2 separate regions of the Drosophila melanogaster genome follow, and region 1 is linked to region 2. The links are chromatin contacts, called in public Hi-C maps. All regions are on one chromosome and are shown on one strand. Each heading gives the region's core, a stretch centred on a gene start, on an enhancer-like site or on the middle of the called end of the contact. The rest is flanking DNA. Distances are from core to core; before and after follow the strand shown.

Region 1 (2,914 bases), core at 100-2,599, 130 kb before region 2:
GAATTGTGCGCACTTAATGAGTTTCACATGTGCGTTTTTAATTAATAACAAAGCACGAACGCCCATTCCCCGCAACATCGGAGCATAGAACACATATTCCACGATTCAGGGGCAGGGGCGCCTTTGGTTTATTAAAATAATTTCCCCGGGTGATTCTGCTGTGGATTTGCATTGTATGTTGGTATTGGGAAATGCCCGTCGGAAGCCAAATATTGCTCTACTAATGCCGACCGCTGTGTTCGCAGGCTAATATTGGATTACTCGCTCTAATTAGGCTTCAACTGAATTTCCAATATCGGTTAATTCTATTTGATCGCCCCGCGGTAGGGCAGTTTGCTTAATTTTTATCACCCCGCAGAGGCAGCGAAATCAAAACAAATTTAATCATGTTAATATAATTACTAAAAATTAAGCCATAATCAACACACGCACACCGGGGAGTACTGTAAGGCAGGCGAACAACACCTGCCATGCCAAAACGCCAAATGGCAAACAACAAACGGCAGATGCTCGAGGAGCAAGGTCCTCGGAATGGGTATTGCGAATGGGGTAAGGCCTGGTGAAATGGGATACATAACACCAAAACGACCCAAATTATTTTTAATTCCCCGCAGGATAAGCGCGCCTGCGACTCCGGAGGCCTTCGCCAGTTACTTGCCTTGCCTGCAATTTATCCTGCGTGCTGCGCATATTAACGAAATGATTATGGAATTCATAATTACGCACACACCATGTTGGTCCCAGTGTGTATTGTAAAATGCGTCAACACATTTGCCAGCCAGCCAGCCAGGATCCCGCAGGAGCCGAGGTCGTCAGACAATGATTTCCCAGCCTCTCAGTCCTTTGGCGGCCCACATGGCGCATACGCAATTTCCACTGCTCAAATATTTGACGCATACAGTATACGGGGTACAGCATACAGCATATAACATATATGGAATATAGCACATAGCACATAGCGCGTGATTAAATTAAATGCCGGGTGAGTTCGAATCGGAACAGTCAGGCGACACAACTAATTAAAAACGCCCAACATTGCGACGTGTCTGGGACCACGAAAGGAATTCGTTGTGCCCAAAATGCGATGGCGAATCGGGGTCATCGGCACCACTTGACCAGTGTCCAAATATGCCAGTGTGTGCGTAATGAACTGCTCTGGCCGCATAATGCGATTATTGTCCCTGGCATTTCGCTCGCCCACCTTCTTGCTCTCCGGGATAATTCAATAAATTGCAATTCCATGCTGCTAATCCGACCCCAGGGCAATTGGATGCCAAATCAAATGCACTTAACTAAACTAAATGCGGCCGACGTAGCTCTCGATTGGCTTGCGCTTCAAAGTAGGCAACGATTTGCTTGCAGCATAAATTTCGCTTGAGTGGAGAGCAGGGAAATTGTTAAAAGGGACCAGGACCGCCAGGACCCAGCGAAAACGATTTTCCCTGGCAAGCTGAAAACTTTTTTAAGTTAATTGAAATTCAACCCAGTCTGGGCACGGTCCACTCACCGGGATGCAGAGATACCTCCGCCCCAGAAAAAGGTTCCGACTTTAGTTTTCGTTTGATCCGAACTGGGATTGCCGCTGACCATTCGAGCCAGGATATTTATGTCCGTGCGTAGGCCGTGCGAAGGGCACAAGCGGATTCAGATGCGGATGCGGATGCGGACTTGTTGAATGGCCCACGAATATGTATCGAGCTTCCATCGTGGCCAGCCTGGGCAAGCAGTTTAGTCAGTGCCTGGCAATGTGCTTAAGTCTCATTTATTTTTCATGGCCCGGCCTATAAAAATTGTAATTTCATTACCACCGACAGGCGGTTGCCACGAAGGTGGGCTTCCTTGGGGTGGCAAGTGCAAAATTGAAACACACTTGAAAAATGAAGGTACCAGGCCAACAACACAACCGCAACCAAACGAACACCAAAGCTGGCTCAGCTCGGTGTCTGCCTCTGACTATGGCCTTTTTATGAATTTTTAAAAATGTTGCTGTTTTGGCGGCTGGCGAATGGCGGCTGCCGACGCTGATTTCGCAGTCATGGGCAGTCCTGTGGCCACAGGACCCAAATGCCCGGCCACTTGTTAGCCATTTTACCTTCGCCACATGCGAGATGGTGAGCTGAGAGCTGGTCAGCCCGTGAGTTGGTGAGCTGGTGGGTGGGTGAGTATGTGGCCAAGGTACTTAACTTAAATGGCAGATACACTCCTTCCCAAGCCAGTCGACATCAATTTAAATTGAATTTTCACTTACCCGAGTGCGGGGCTGCTGAGCATGAGGATCCTTGGACTTTGGTATGCAGCCCAGACACCCGGCAATTTACGTCCTGAATTAGTCTAATGTAAAATTTAAACCTTAACTTGGGCATTTCCTTTTCCGTTTCGACTGCTCATCTGCCTCGCAGTTTTTCCCACTCGCTGGCCAGCGGAATGGGGGTTGAGTTCATAATTGATTAGGCCCGACATTTAATTAGCAGCGAATATTTTTATGCCACTGCGGCTTGGCTTTTGAGCACATTCATAATGCTTTGATGGCACCGCCCGCGTCCCGCTTCAATGTCACCAATTATGCTAATTAAAGGTGCCGTCGGAAAACTCGAGCCCCGAGCTCAACAATGCGCGCAAAATGTCTCCATTTACGAGCCCAGGATTTTGGGGCGGGTCCTGTGGGCTGGTGGCTATTTTTAAACGGTAAATTGACGGGCTCAAAAGGGCCGAGGCTTAAAAAAGGGCTAACTAACTGGGCGGGGCCGGGTCAATTGACAGCCGAGTCGTAATTATCAAAATATGTAGAAAATGGCTGGCTGGCTGGGTGGATGGGTGTCTGAATGGCTGGTTCTGGGCCTTCTGGAATTGACAAATTAACATAAGAATGGTTGGCGGTGAGTGAGCAGCTGAAGAAAAGGGAAAAAGGAAGCAA
Region 2 (2,974 bases), core at 121-2,620:
TTCGAGAGGCCTTCCAAACGAATTCCGAGCCTGGGGACCACAATCAACTTTAGTTTCTGCCTTTCTGGCCAACGTCACTGGCCTCACTCTAGAATTATGCAATAACAATGGACGGGCAGTTGCATAATTGATTGATTGAATCCGTATGCAACAATTGGACATGGTGAGAGTGGCTGCGAGTGCTCCTCCAAACGTGAATATTGCTGTGAGCCTGTCTTTTGTGGCCGACCAGTGTGGGCAAGTGGCAGGGACGCAAAACACGAACACAAAACACAAAAACCGCAGCTCCTGGCGAAGGACTCGATCGAAGGCAGAGCAAACAAACAAACAAACAAACAACGAAATGCTAGACAAACCAATCAATGACACAACTGAAAGCCACAACGTCAGCCAAGTGTGAAGAGCCAAGTGGGGATGATGGAGCAGTTGGACACTTGGAAAAACGATATAGCATAGAAATTGTAAATTAAAAGAACAAAGCCAAGCGATTTTGGTTTTAATAGACATTCTGAAGAGTACTATAGTGTCAAAAATCGTGATTACATAAGTTGTAGCATACTTTTGCGCAGCTTTCCTAAAAGTTCTAAAATTGCGTGTCAGGTCCTATAGCCCATTTGGTTGCTTTACATATTTCCCAACATTTTTTCAACGTTCTTGTATGATTTAAGTGCCCAATTTTCTGTGTGTACCCAGGGTCATCGCTCAAGACATGTGTGGAGGCATTGTGGGCACATTAAATTACAGTTTTCAGAGCCAAGAACAAACAATCGAAAGTGCAGACGCGCCTTCAGCAAAGGATGTGGGATGTGGATGTGGTTGTGACCGAGGGTCGATGGTTTGGAATAGCACGACTCAAAGGAAAAGCGGCGCCAATCGGGAAAGCCCCGTCGCCAACCCCCACGTCGAGCCACTGCGTCCTTGGCCACAGTGCTGTCTAATTGAAACTGTCGCCGGCAGAAGCCTGGTCGTAAATCAGGGCCAGCACGCGAAACTAAGCCAAGTCTGTTTCGAGATGTTGCCGCTGCCTAAACAATTAAAAAGTTTTCAATTAACTCGCGCCCAGCTACGAAAATTGGCACTTGTAATCGGCACCTGTTCAACAAGCGTAACAAAACAGAGAGGCCTGCGGATGTTTTCCCGGGCATAGCGATGTTTTTTTTCGGGGGTTTCTGTTCCTGTTTAAATAAGCCTAGAAAGGTGGGGTATGGCATGGGATGGGGGTGGTGGGGTTTGTCACTACCACAAGCAGGCACGTAATACATTTATTACGCGTGAGCACGCCGTTCCCTGATGAAAATCTCTCTCTCTGTGTGTGTGTGTGTGCAAATGAGTTTCCCACATTGCGTTGCATACTTTCGGGGTGGCAAAAAGTTAGGCTTTAAAGAGCAAAATGCAAATGCCGGAGCTTTCTGATGGCTGGGAAAAAGTGTAGTTGGTTGTAGTAGAGGTACTCATTTTCCGTATACTTAACCCTTCTATTGTGCTATAAATCTGTATAGAAAAGTGGTAAGTACTGCTAACACAATGAAAACCCAGCTATGAATTAAATTGTACCAACGTATTATACAAACGAATCTCTAGTAGCGTACATGTGTTAAACCACCTTCTTCAGCTGTGCGCCACACAAAACCCCTTTTCCATGGGCACACAGTTCGAGCGGAAAAGCGGAAAGGTGGCAAAAGCGGGCCATTATCCTGATCCGGTGGAAATTAACTTAGAGCACGCAGCGCCAGCACAAAATGCGCGACTGAGAGCATAATGGTCTGCTGCACATAATTAGCCAGTGGCTGTCCATTGCAAAGGCCATTCAAGTGGTTTTGTGGTCAGTGACCAGCTTTCAGCTGACTCGCAGGGATCCCTCAACTGTCGCCGGGATTGAAAAGGACTCAATTATTTTTTACTGCGCGTAATTAAAAGTCAGCAGAAACACATGGTAGCGGTAGGGGGATCCTGGCTTACAGGATTTGCCCAGTGTCAGTGGCACTGGCAAATATTAATGATGTTAAACCCTCGAGCAATTGCTAATGATGATACTGCCACTAATTCCAACGTTCGTCGACTTCATCAGCAGTTGCCAAGTTAATTACGCTAAGTGAACCATTCCAGCTAAAAGCCATCATCTTCAGAGCTTCGTCTTCAGCATCGCTGAGCGCCTTCAAATCCAGCTCGAGTGGAAATTGTTATTCTTTTTGCATTATTAAAAGTTTAGCAAGACCGGGTGAGTTCATAAAAATGCGCCAAACTCCTGGGCTTGCCATAAATATGCAAAATATACATATATTACCACATTCAGCTGAAACTTTTAATGGCTCTTGGGTCGCACTGAATTTTTTTTGGGCATGTGGCTTAAACTCTATAAAAGATTCATTACTTTTTTAGGCTTGATATATAACATTGGCCAGTCGAAACAGTTAAATAAGAGTTCAATTTAGAATGTCAGTCGCTTGAAAACCTATTCAAGTTCTTAAGAAAAGCGTTCTCCCCAAAATTTCCACTTCTATCGTTCCATCATTTAGTTATCATTAGATTTCATTTGTTATGGATTTAGCATACAGCCCAATCCACCAGAGAGGCAATTACGATGTTGAACCCAGGGATTTCCCATGAAAAGGGCGACATGTGTGTCATGTGGGCCAGGCTATTAAATTTCATTTTATGCTTTCAGTTTTTGCTCCTTGTCCGCTGGCATGTCAATTTGCTGCGTCAATTTATGCGAAAATCCCGCGACAGTTGTTCAACCCTTAGAGTAACTGAAAAGGAGTCCACTCTTTGTTTGCAAGGTCCTTTTTCTTTAGAAGTGCTCGCAAACAGAAAACCAATACATCAACAAGCGACGCTGGCGATGACGCACTTCATCATCAATATTCTATTAATGGTGCAGTTGTTAAAATATTATGATGCCATAAAAAACTGGACTACTTTTTGGTGTGGGATGGTACTTAAAAAATCACTTCAAAATATTTCTCGCTTGTTT

The links. A called contact is a pair of places that touch in the nucleus more often than the background predicts.
Region 1: a Hi-C map of the Kc167 cell line shows a contact between it and region 2, with 2.2 times the contacts expected there. The contact joins two enhancer-like sites. A contact is called at or near these places in 4 of 107 Hi-C or Micro-C datasets (the Kc167 cell line, the S2 cell line and wing imaginal disc).

What each region holds. Positions count from the first base shown.
Region 1 is chr3R:27,749,341-27,752,254 of dm6, reverse strand. No RefSeq gene overlaps it. Among named protein-coding and RNA genes, the nearest start is that of Ets98B, 14 kb to the right of the region's middle. Within about 2 kb of position 1,349, at least 3 of the 39 cell types and tissues checked have an H3K27ac peak or open chromatin away from gene starts, as enhancers often do. A contact at or near this core is called in the Kc167 cell line, where this site is marked.
Region 2 is chr3R:27,617,002-27,619,975 of dm6, reverse strand. The region is part of intron 2 of Tusp (tusp,); the gene reads right to left. Among named protein-coding and RNA genes, the nearest start is that of CG5612, 7.5 kb to the left of the region's middle. Within about 2 kb of position 1,370, at least 15 of the 39 cell types and tissues checked have an H3K27ac peak or open chromatin away from gene starts, as enhancers often do. A contact at or near this core is called in the Kc167 cell line, where this site is marked.